Linked DNA regions of Rattus norvegicus: region 1 is linked to region 2. A link is a contact called in public Hi-C data. All regions are on one chromosome and are shown on one strand. Each heading gives the region's core, a stretch centred on a gene start, on an enhancer-like site or on the middle of the called end of the contact. The rest is flanking DNA. Distances are from core to core; before and after follow the strand shown. Region 1 has its middle 33 kb from the start of Dusp14l1. Region 2 holds the start of Postn (periostin).

Region 1 (6,055 bases), core at 1,603-4,102, 180 kb before region 2:
ATTGAATTAGAATGACATCTGTCTGACCGTGACAATTATCAACCACAAAACCTCTGCTAAGACAATTAGCAGAATAAAATTTCAACTTTGTTATAAGAAGTCACTTTAAATTGTTACATTCAGCGTGTGTGAATCTGTATTTTTACAGTTGTCCAATTTTGTGGTAGGAACTTATTAATCCAAGCACATGCAAAGTTGAGGTAGGAGGACCATGAGTTCAAGGGTAGTTTTGGTTAGACAGTAAGTCTGAGGCCAGACTGTGATATATAATGAGAATCTGCCCAAGAAACCCCCAAAAGTAACAATGATGGGCGTTGTTAGAATAACAATGCTTTGCTTATTTGGTTCTTCATGGTTTTCTTTATTTTCAAAATTACCTCATGTCCCTTAATGGATACTTGTTTCTACTCTAGCTATTTAGTTTCATAGTTCAGCTAGGAGAAGTTTGTGTGTCAGCTGCACTGTAAGGAGAGTTTTCATTTTGCCTTAAGGGACCTTTGCCAACGTTCCATTCTGTGATGTGCAGAGTCAGGCTATTTGCAAAGGGATGCTCCTTAAATGACCATGTACAACTAGGTGTTCCATCACTGTGGGAAGCACACATTTGGAGAGTCGCTCCAAGCACAGAGGCTCTAGGTGCAAATGTCTTCTGGTTGACACTTCATTTGAGTGTTAGTCTTTGTTTATCTTCCTTCTTTATGAAGCAGGAACTCTGGGATGGAAAGAATGGGGATGCTGGCTGGCTTCACTTTCAGGCTGACTGAGACAGCTGCTAATTGTTGTAGAATCTCCACCTTCACCACGTTATGATATCAACCTGTGGTCTGTGGCCCTGAGGAATGCTCAGCGGTCAAGAGCATTGACTGCTCTTGCAGAGGACCCAGGATCAGATTAGTTCCCTTTGTTCTCAGAGAGGCTCACAGCTGTCTGTGAGTCCAGCTCTGGGTGATCTTGTGCCCTTTTCTGCCCTCTGGAGGTACTGCAAGCACATGCGCACGCACAAACACACACAGACACACACAGACACACACACACACACACAGGCACACACACACTCACGCGCGCACACACACACAAAGACAGACACACATAGACACAAACCCAGACATACACACAGACACACAAACACATTCATACATACAGACACACACAGACACACACAGACACAGACATACACACACAAACACAGACATATGCACAGACATATACAGACACACACAGACACACAGACACACACATACAAACACAGAAATACACACAGATACATACAGACACATAGACACATACACACACATACAAATACAGACATACACACAGACACATACAGACACACAGACACACAGAACACAGTAAAACACTCACACACACACAAAGACACACACACAGACACATACAAACACACAGACACATACAGACACATACAGACACACAGAGACACACACAGACACACAGACACACACAAACACAGACATGCACACAGACACATACAGGCACACAGACAGAACACAGTAAAACACTTTCTCTCACACTCACACAAAGACACACACACAAACACAGATATACACAGACACATACAGACACACAGACACACAAAGACACACACACAGATACACAAACACACACACACATAAACACAGACATACACACAGACACATACAGACACACACACAGACACATACAGACACACACACATACACACATACACACACAGAGTAAAACACTCACACACACACACAGTAAAACACTCACATACACACACAGTAAAACACACTCTCTCACACACACAGACACGTACACACAGACACACACACACACATACAGACACACACACACAGAGTAAAACACTTACACTTGTAAAACAAAACAAAACTAAGTATATTTAAGGTAAAAAGTCGCTCTCTGTCACTGTGTCTCCCTTGCTTTGTAAAATTAAGTAGAGTATGGTTTTAGAATTACTTTAGAATACTGCAGTCATGGTATTAAGTATTTTATATCAACTTAGACTTTTAATTCTCCCGATAGTCTGAGAAGTACATAGTGTTCTGCCCTGTTAAGGTTGTTCATATTGGGAATCAGAGATTTAAGTAACTTACTCTCAAAGCTTAAAATATAGTGCCAAGGTTGGGGTGAAAATTTAACTCAGCTTGTGCTTTTAGCCTACGTATAATTGATGTTAACACTCTGCACTTTCTCCTCAAATTAACTTTGGTTAAAAAGAAAACACCTAGAGTTTTCTGAGGCAGAAGGAGTTGAGGGGACAGAGGGAGTGGAGGATACCAGGAGAACAAGGCCCTATAAATTAACTGAGCAAAAATAAAATGAACAAAAGTATGAGCTCAAGGCTGAAACAGCAAGCACAGGGACGCGGTCTGCACCAGGTCCTCCGTGTACATATCATAGCGCCAGGTCCTCGTGTACATATTATAACGTCCACTCTGGTATTTTCATGGGACATATGAGTGTGTGAATGAGAAGATCCCTGATTCCTTGTCCTGGGCTTTTTTTTATTTTTCTGTTGCCTTATCTCATCCAACTTTGATATGATGGCTTTTGCTTTATTTAATTATATTTTATTTTGTTAAATGGAGATAAATACATTTTTAATCTGTAATATTCCACTACTTTGGGGGGTAGATCTATGAAACACAGTACAGAAAAATATCCTGCAATTCCAGCAGAAATAAGTTTCATGGAAATAGACCTAGTTAAAAAAATTAATGGACAGCATAAAGCCACCGTAGACCCTGAATGACGAGTGGGTTAGAAAATGAACAGTGCTTGCATGAGTGGAGTCTGACTGCTTACTATGCCAAACTCTCTCCCCTCTGGTCACATTACATGATGTAACTGGATGAGTCACAAATTGGATCTACATGGGGAGATGTGGATGACCACAGCTAGTTCTTGCTTCTGCAGACATTCCAAAAGCCCTGAAATCATTTTGGGAAACAACAAAAGCTCAAAATTTCTCAGTGACATTTGTTAAAATGCTTACACATAGAGCAGGGATTGGATGTGATGTTCCAGAAGGTTCTCCTCCAGGTCTCCACTAACAGTTCTAAATGGGAGCCCTTCGTAGTGTCCAGCTCAGCTCATTGCCTTCACCCTAAGACTGATGAGACATAGCCTCACTGGTGCTGCTGCAGTGTTTTTTCTCATGGTAAACTCCTGGTTGTGTCTAAGAACTAGTCTTCATCCATGTTGCTTGTCATCTGGATGCTTGTGTTTATGAAGCTGAACTAAGTGGCGAGAGCTCCTCCTGAATAAGAACTGAGACTGGACTGCCCACTCCTCCTAGGACGCACGTGTCTTAGTTACTGTTCTATTGTTGTAAGAGATACCATGAGCAAAGCAACTTACAGGAGAGAGCGTTCAGTTGGGGGTTTGCTCCGGAGGGTTAGCCCATTATCATTGGGGGAGGAGCACGGTGCTGGAAAAGTGGCTGAGAGCTCTGAGCTCTGTTCTGATCTGTAGGCAGCGGGGAGGGGGGCGGGGGGGAGAGAGAGAGAGAGAGAGAGAGAGAGAGAGAGAGAGAGAGAGAGAGAGAGAGAGAGAAGCTGGTGCTGGTGTGGGTGTTTGAAACCTGAGACCCCTCCCAGTGATTACACACCTCCTCCTACAAGGTCACTCTTAGACAGTCCAGCTAATGGGTGAGTAAGCATTCGAATATGAGCCTATGGGGGCCCGTTCGCCTTCAAACCACCGCATAATGGTAGTTCTTCGAATCTGGATTTGATTAGATAGAGAAAGTTATGACTTACTCTGGAACTCCTCCATCAGACTGACCCATGGTGATAAAAGAAAGCTCAGAAACTGTCCAAGCTACAGAATCAGGAAGTCTGTGAATGACACTCAGGAGTCAGCCTTCTGCACACGATTTTTGTATGCCTTGATGCCCACTGAAGGTCATCAAATTACTAATTCTCAAGCTTCTGAATTTGAGGACTGTGGTGGTCTACATATGCTTGGCCCAGAGAATGACACTATCAGGAGGTGTGGCTTTGTTGAAAGAAGTGTGTCACTGTGGGGGGGGTGGCCTTTGAGAACTTCCATCTAGCTTTCTGGAAGTCAGTCTTCCCCTGTTTGCTTTCAGAATGAGTTGTAGAACTCTCAGCTCCTCCTAAGTCATGCCTGCCTGGATGCTGCTGTGCTTGAAAATAATGGACTGAACCCTTGAACCTGTAAGCCAGCCACAAGTAAATGCTGTCCTATATAAGAGTTGCCTTGGTCATGGTGCCTGTTCACAGCAGTAAGATCCCAACTAGGACAAGGACTAAACACCCATGACAAGGTATTTGAAACTCTTTCTCCTTTTGAATTTATTCCTCTTCCTCACTTTATTTCCCATCCCCCTTTTCATCAAGTGTGCAGAGATCTGGGGACAAATCTGTGATCTATGAAGAGTTTTAAGTTTTAGTCTTCAGGCATCTTTTGGACATTCTGTATACATGGGTTCTGGGGCTGATCCCATTCGTATGTTCTGAGGTTTTAAATGTTTTGAGACTAAGGACACTGCCAAGTTTCTCCTGTTCCAAATAATCTCTTTAGCTTTCTCTGACATCACATTACTGTTTCCTTCTTCTCAGATAGATATTAATTGATAAATGTCATGTCTTTGGGTGATCTTTAGATTTGTCCAGTTGTAAGGTACATGGTGATCATAAGGGTCTAAAAATGTTTGATGTACCCAAAAATATAGCAAACAAAATAAATGATTATTTATGTGAAATGTCATCTGCCTTGGTAAAAACGTTATAGATTGAAACATTTTAGTAATAGAATCTCTTATCTACATTTCTGTAATTTGAGACTCCAATGTGCAAAAGTAGGAGAAAACAGAAAAGATCAGTAGATTTTTGTTCTGAAGTGAAATAGATACTCTTGTCGTTGCTGAAACCTGATGTGAAGCAGCCTAAGGGAGGAGGTTTGTCTTGGCTTACAGTTTGATGGGGCTCAGTTCATCTTGGTGGGGGAAGGCATGGAGACAAGAGTGAGGTAGTAGGTCATATTGTGTCCACGGTCAGTAAGCTGAGAGTTCTACATCATTATCCAAAGAAAGACAGGAGCAGATTGTATTCCAGGCATCTAGGAGGAGGGTCTCAAAGCCTACTCCCATAGTGAGACACTTTCTACAACAAGGCCACGCCTACTCCAACAAAGCCACATCTCCTAATAGTGCCACTCCATAGCCCCGGTGTGTGTGTGTGTGTGTGTGTTGTGGGGGAGTCAGAGATCGACTTGTAGTAGTCATTTTTCTCGTTCTAGCATGTGTGTCTCTAGGATTGAATTTACATTGTCAAGCTTGGTGGCCAGTACTTTTACCTGTAGAGCCATCTCACTGGCCTCTTCTGTATCTGTTTTTACAGGAAAAGGTGATCACATAACTCGGGTGCAATCTCCTCGTTTCCTGTCTTGGTCTTGAGACACAGCCTTGCACACACAGCATCTTCTGCTATGCTTTCCTGGGTCATTTACAAGTCACTAACAACTTCTTCTTGCTCTCATTTGAGTTTTGCTTGTTACTTCCTGTTGTTTTAAGCCATTCCCTCATCTCTATTAAAACCTTTCACCTACACTTCATGTGTAGTGGCTTTTCTCGTGTGCTGTAGCTGATTTCTCGTGCTTTTCTTTGTTCCACAAACTGCATCCTGTGAAAGCAGCAACCCTGCTTCCTTTTCACCTCTACATTGCTAGTGGCTATTGCAGTATTTCATGTTTATGTTCCAAAATAGAAAATGCTGGCATTTTTCTTTTGTTTCCCATTCCACTCTAGCTGCTGTTTTCTGCCATCATAAACATAAATATTCTCATATTCTTATTCCCCTTTGAGGGCTGTCATTTATAAGGCTAACCACTCAGTCAGCATATTAGATTTTCAGTCCAAAAGCACACTTTGAGGTATCTAAAATACTGTAGAGGGAGAGCTTGAAAAAAGTTAGAATTTACCAGCAAATAGCCACCCATGCCAATTCTGGAAAACTACTTGGAAATGGGAATTGATCCAGGAGCAAATGGAAGTAGAAAATTTAAGAACTGAGCCATGAGTGCACTGTTG
Region 2 (6,028 bases), core at 2,566-5,065:
TCAATTTAATTGTGCTATATGAATTTGAATTTTCCTATCTTATTTTAACTTTGTTTGTAGTTTTAAGAGTTGTCTGAACCTGAAACAAGGGAACTGTATGTGACCCTGATGCAAATCTTGATTTGCCCCCTTGTGACAATTATACTTCTACAGATCTCCACAGGAATAAGTAGACTATGTAGATGTTAATTGAATGTTCTTGTGAATTTGATTTATGCACATCATAAACAAAATGAGATATGTCTATAGTGAGAGGCAGATCGCTGGGATGAAAACAGGACACTGTCATTATGAGGCAAATGTCTAAACCAAACACTGATACAATCTGATAATGAGCTCTGAAGCGGAAAAGTCATACTGCAGAAGAGGAGCTTGTAGAACAGTGGCCTGAAATCTCATCTGCTAAGTGGACAATGTGTTTATCTGTGGAAAGGTTTCAAATACAACAAAACTGTTTTGGTTTTGTTCCCAGAAAGCATGGATGCTACACACAAATCCATTTTCCTATATGGCCAGGAAGTCAAATAGAGCAAGAAGAAGGCAGAATAATTGCTCTGCCTGCTTGGAGAATGGGGAATTTGTCCTCACTATCTGAGTAGTAAAAAATGTCATAGGAAGCCAACTGAAGATGTAACGTGCACCAACAGGGAGCCTGCACACTGCTCTGTGGAAGGTTTTCTACATACCGTAGACAGTACCTTAAAGCTTAAGCCTAGGGATACTAATGCTTTCTTGAGACCTGGCCTGTTTCTAGTAAACACCCAATGTAGAAGCCTATTTGAAAAACTGAATGACACAGAAGACGTTGTTGGCAACTTGGGCAGAAGGGAGTGGAAAGCGAGCCAGGCTTCCTCCCTGTCAGTGCCATTGGTTTCTTTGCTTAGTTGAGATTAGCATTTACACTTGTCTCAGCGAAGAGATGTAAATGTGATCTGACGTGGAAGCCACTGAAGGAAATTTTGCTAAGGGGACATTGTTAAAGTTTTGGTAAAATGTCTGGCTAGAAGCATAACTTTTGTTTAATGGAAGACAAGAGACTCGACTGGTTGTGTGACAACTTTGGCATCTCTAATATAATTATATTGTGAAGACAAGATGTCTTTAACTTCCAGAAAGAACAGGAAAATTCTTTCCTTAAATGCACAACATGGGAAGGTCACTGACTTCCCAAAGTTAAATAGCTCTTTGTTGAGTGTGTGTTCCAATAGCACATGGATTAAAAACTGTCTGTCTGTCTGTCTGTCTGTCTGTCCACCTGCCCACCCACCCGTCTGTCTGTCTATCTATCTATCTATCTATCTATCTATCTATCTATCTATCTATCTATCTATCTATGCATCTATCAATATATCTATGCATTTGTTTAATTTTGTTAGGGTGTTTCACTTTGGAGCTCAAGGTAACCTAGAGAAGTTGGGGCAGTCTCCTTACTTCAGCTTCTTTGGAGGGTACCTGAAGCTCACCATGGTGTATTAAGTGGATATTCAGATTCTTCGGTCCTCAAAGCTACCTTATAGAGGCTACAGTTCAGGTTGAGGGCAGCGAGGGGCCCTTCCATGATTTTCATTGCTGGGATGACATGGGAGCCCTTTCTGATTTACTGAGCTACCCTGTCTTTGAGACAGCCCCCTCATAAAATGATGGATTGGATAAGTCATTCTTAACCTTTATAAATTCAGGGTTTTTAACTTTCCTACCAATAACTATAGTATAATAAATTAATAAAATGTCTACTACATAGGCAATAATGTTTTCCAGCTTTGAGTTGATCAGTGAAATATACAGCAAAGCCATAGGGGTGAAGTGGAGTCTTTATCATGATGTCTAAATGACCAGAGAAGCATTGATTTGGGCCTTTACAAATGAATATTTCAGATCAATTTGTTCTCCTTGATTGTGTGTGTGTGTGTGTGTGTGTGTGTGTGTGTGTGTGTGTGTGTGTGTGTGAGAAGAGGGTCCAGTGAATAGAGACCACATTTTTCACATGGATTCAGGACGTACCACACCAGGCCTGCTTTGGCTTGTCCAGCTTATGGACTTAGAGAGAAATCGACTCTTCTAACTGGTGTTGAGAGGGAGCTTCTCTGCCTGTGTATGAACCTCTCTTTAAAAGCACAGGAGTTTGGACAGTCTCTTCAGACTGGGGCATGTGTCCAAGAAAAGGCGAGTACCGTCCTGTAGGATCTTCAAACCATCAACAGAGAAAAGGGTGAGACTCACGTTTTCTTCCCGCAGATAGCACCTTGATACCAGTTCTTACAGGAGCTGAAGTATTTCTTTTTGGTGCCCAGAATCTGCTGGAGGGCACAGACATTTGGGCTGGAGACAGAGGGGAGGGGAAAGAGTTAATTGCTGAGGTTCTTGCCTTTTCCCAGTTACAGGTCAGGTGGCTGAGAGAGATGTTTGGATGGAGTCCTGACATTCTAAGACGGGATTTTAACTTTGTACAAAGCCAACTCCTGCCCCAGTTCTACTGAGTTACTAGAAAAAGCAGAAGTCTAAGGGAGATAGCGAGAGGAGGGAGAAGAGGGGGAAAGGGAGGGGGTATAGGAGGAAGGAGAGGATGTAGGGAGAGGAGGGGTGAGGAGGAGGGAAAGGGAAGGGAGAAGAAGGGGATGTAGGAAAGGCCACTGTATGTTTGAGACTAATATCAGTATTTCAAAAAGTTAACCTAGCAGAAATATTTAAACAGAATTAGACTTAACAGACAAACTACTGTTAAAGTGGAAAAAAACCCATTGTTTTAAAACTAAGCATGTATTCATTTGGAGGATGGGCAGCTTTAGGATTTTTCTGAAGCCCGGGAGATTAATGGCAAAGGACACAGGTCTTACTTCACACTCTGCTGTGTGGTTCCCTAGGGGCTTGCAGAAGTAGATTAGTGTTCAAAGGAACTTTTGAACAATGCCTTTACACAAAGGAAATTTGATTCTTTAAAGAGAACAAATAAGAGTATCCTTCTCTATTGCAATTTTAAGCTTGCTTTCTCTTAAAAGGATGGAAATTCTACTCCACTGTTAAGAAGACTGCTCTGAGAACTCAGAAAATGAAAACCCCCCCAAGGCTTAGGGAGAAATGCCAAGAGTCCCATGCAAACAGTGCAGATGTTCGCTTGAGTTACTAAGATGCTTCTAATAACCTTTTAAAATCCTACATTTATCTGAAAAGATAAAAAAAAAAACATTTCAAGGAATCCAGAGAAGCAGCTATTCAGCCCAGAGTTTAATTTTCATATACAAAACAAAGGAAATTTGCACCGATATCCCGAGAGACATCTCAAAGCCTTTGACATGATACCATCAGAGAGCAGACACTTTGATTTTGAAAACCATACTCTGCAGTCATGGAGAGAAATAAAAACCCAAGTAAACAGAATTACTAAGGATTACCCAACTGTATTTTGTTAATTACATTAAAATTAATAATCCACATCAAGTAATAATACTTGCTATGTTGATAGCAATACTTATGAATTTAAGGCACATATATGCCATAGTAACTATCTATCTCTGTCTATATATGTCTATTTACAGAATATTCAGAATTGTTCCTTTTCCTATTACCTTGCAGTAAGAAGAACTACAGCTACCCTGTGCATTTACAAGGAACTTCTACATATTTCTAGAACAAGCTAAGTGGAATAAGCCAAAAGGAAACAAGCCAGGGACTTACCCCTGATCCCGACCCCTGATGCGGCTGTGAGCTAGGACCTTGTCATAGTAACTGTTGGCATTTGCGGGGTCAACGTCACACAGGAACAGCAGCAGCAGAGCAGATAAGGGCAGGAGAGGAACCATCTTCAGCCCTGAGCTCCGTCCAGGAAGAGATCTGGCCTGTGTTCTAGAGAGCTGAATTTATAGAGCTCTGGGCTGTGGGAGGGAGCATGGCTGTGGGAGGGGGCGCTGGGCCAACCTGAAACTTGCAACTGCCTTGCAGAAGCACCAGCAGCCCTGTGCTGTCTCCTGGGTTCTGAGCAGTCTGAACTCTTCCCTCTATTTGTTTTTAATCATAGTGTGGCCGTTTTTTCACTTCTATAGGTTTACCCTGTGAAAACAGCTGTATCTGAGTTCAGGGACCTCTCCCCCATGTGCCTCTGCCACTCTCTGTGTCTCCGAGCTCAGTGACTTTCTTAGTTTGATCTTATCACACTTAAATCGTCCCACAACAGAACACTGAGGTTATTTTTCGACAGAGAAGAAATCACAAAGGGAATTTAACACAAATCCTGGATAGATTTACAATGCATACAAAGTACAATTTCCACAGCTAATGTGGAGGCACATGTTTCTTGAAGTCCTGTGAAACTTGGGTCCTGACTTTCCAACTCTTAATGAGTATAGAGAGTTAAGTTACAAAGACCTGCTTTGGGAGAATTTCTCTAACTTTTCACACACACACACACACACACACACACACACACACACACACACACACACAATTTTCCTTTTTATTGCTTTTCATCTCCCACACACTGCATACTCTGATAAGACCTGGAAACAGGTATTACTAATCTAGAAGTAATGTGGCAATTAAATGCATATTAAGAAACAGGGCTGCTGCCAAGAATATTCTTCTGATTTTTAAAAGAACAACTGCACTCTCTCGGTGTTGAATTTCAGCATCCCCAGCTGAGGGAAGACACAGATTTTTTAGGTCTTCACACATGTGGAGAATCCTTTGGATGAAGAAACTTCAATGATTAGAAAGTTCAGAAGGCAGGGAATGGGAACAGCCATCTGTCTCTGAATGCACAGATTTTAAAGCATCCCTAGAGAGGGGGGAGGGTGTTTCTGTGCTGTGCCGTGAAGTCCCCCCTCTGTTTTGAGCATCCGTAGTGTTTTCTCACTGACAAGGCAAAGACACCATGGCTGGATTCTTTATGTTTTACAGTTGGAAAAGTTTAAGGGGGAGGCCAGAGAGAGTTCCTTATCTGGAGAGATGTGTGAGCTTTCTGTGGGAACTGCCTTTCAGTGTTAAAATAATCCTGCAGCCAACAGCTAATTTATTAAGTACACAGTTTGAAGATGAGTCAGAAGCCTCTGTCACTTCTGAAATTTTGGTATTAAAGGATTGAGAATATACCGAATTATCTCTGGGGAACGGGGAGAGAAGATATCATGGAAAGTAAACTATGTTCTTTCCAGGGTACTTGTGTGACAGAGACACTAATCTCTTATTTATATTTATCTAAATGAAGCCATTCTTACTTTAACTGTCTTTTCTCTTGTTTGCTTTATAAATAGCTTTTGCTACTCTTAGGTTGTACAAATGGTGGGCTGTCGGTAACTGCTCAATGAAAGGGCAGTCCTATCTTATGCATATAAGGTCTATCTGATATCAATCAACTGGCTGTTAGAATGTTCGGGGAACATCATTTATTGACGAGGTTACTGTGCTATTCTGACAAGCAACATGTATTTACCATTTTGCACAAGGCAAAGCGTATTCTCATATGACAGAAAGGCATTCTGAAGCCCCCTTTTATAGTTTCCAATAATAGAAATCTGAAATCTTTCTACTCCAAGCATCATGTTTGAGACTTACCAAACTCCCATGGAAGTCAACTCATGCCAAACCTTCAAAATTATTAACTAATGGGGGTCAATAATGACATCAGGGAGGGTCTTTCAAACAAGAGCCAGAGACACAGAGACCACCCGTAATCCAGAGAAGAGCAGAGATTTTAGGTAAAGATGGAGAAATCAGGATACTTGAAGAGACAGAGGCCAGGTGAGAAGAGAGATACTGCACGGTAATTGTTGGGAGAAAGTCCAAAGCTAGAGAGAGGCTCTGAGCCAGTTTGGGAACGGCTGAGAAAAGGAAGGCTAAGAAGGGAATCTTAGCCCAAGTTGTAGAAGAGAGTGGGAAAAAAATCCACAAAAGGGCACACTCTCTTCCGGGGCTCTCATCAAAAGTTGCTCTCCATACAGGGCCCTTTCTCTTCTGCTCTGTGAAACTATCCTGACCCTACTAACCCTTGCACTTTTTCTACCAGTTGGGAAGATGACGGAAATCATGAAAATTAAGT

The links. A called contact is a pair of places that touch in the nucleus more often than the background predicts.
Region 1: a Hi-C map of Schwann cells shows a contact between it and region 2, with 3 times the contacts expected there. The contact joins the enhancer-like site here to the promoter of Postn in region 2. A contact is called at or near these places in 6 of 12 Hi-C or Micro-C datasets (the A7r5 cell line, the Rat2 cell line, Schwann cells and 3 more).

The regions. Positions count from the first base shown.
Region 1 is chr2:140,854,113-140,860,167 of GRCr8, reverse strand. No RefSeq gene overlaps it. Among named protein-coding and RNA genes, the nearest start is that of Dusp14l1, 33 kb to the left of the region's middle. Within about 2 kb of position 2,852, at least 6 of the 93 cell types and tissues checked have an H3K27ac peak or open chromatin away from gene starts, as enhancers often do. A contact at or near this core is called in Schwann cells, where this site is marked.
Region 2 is chr2:140,675,848-140,681,875 of GRCr8, reverse strand. Postn (periostin) reads right to left here and starts at 3,815. Exons shown (of 22, transcript NM_001108550.1): 1 at 3,673-3,815; 2 at 2,221-2,319. The coding sequence starts at 3,797.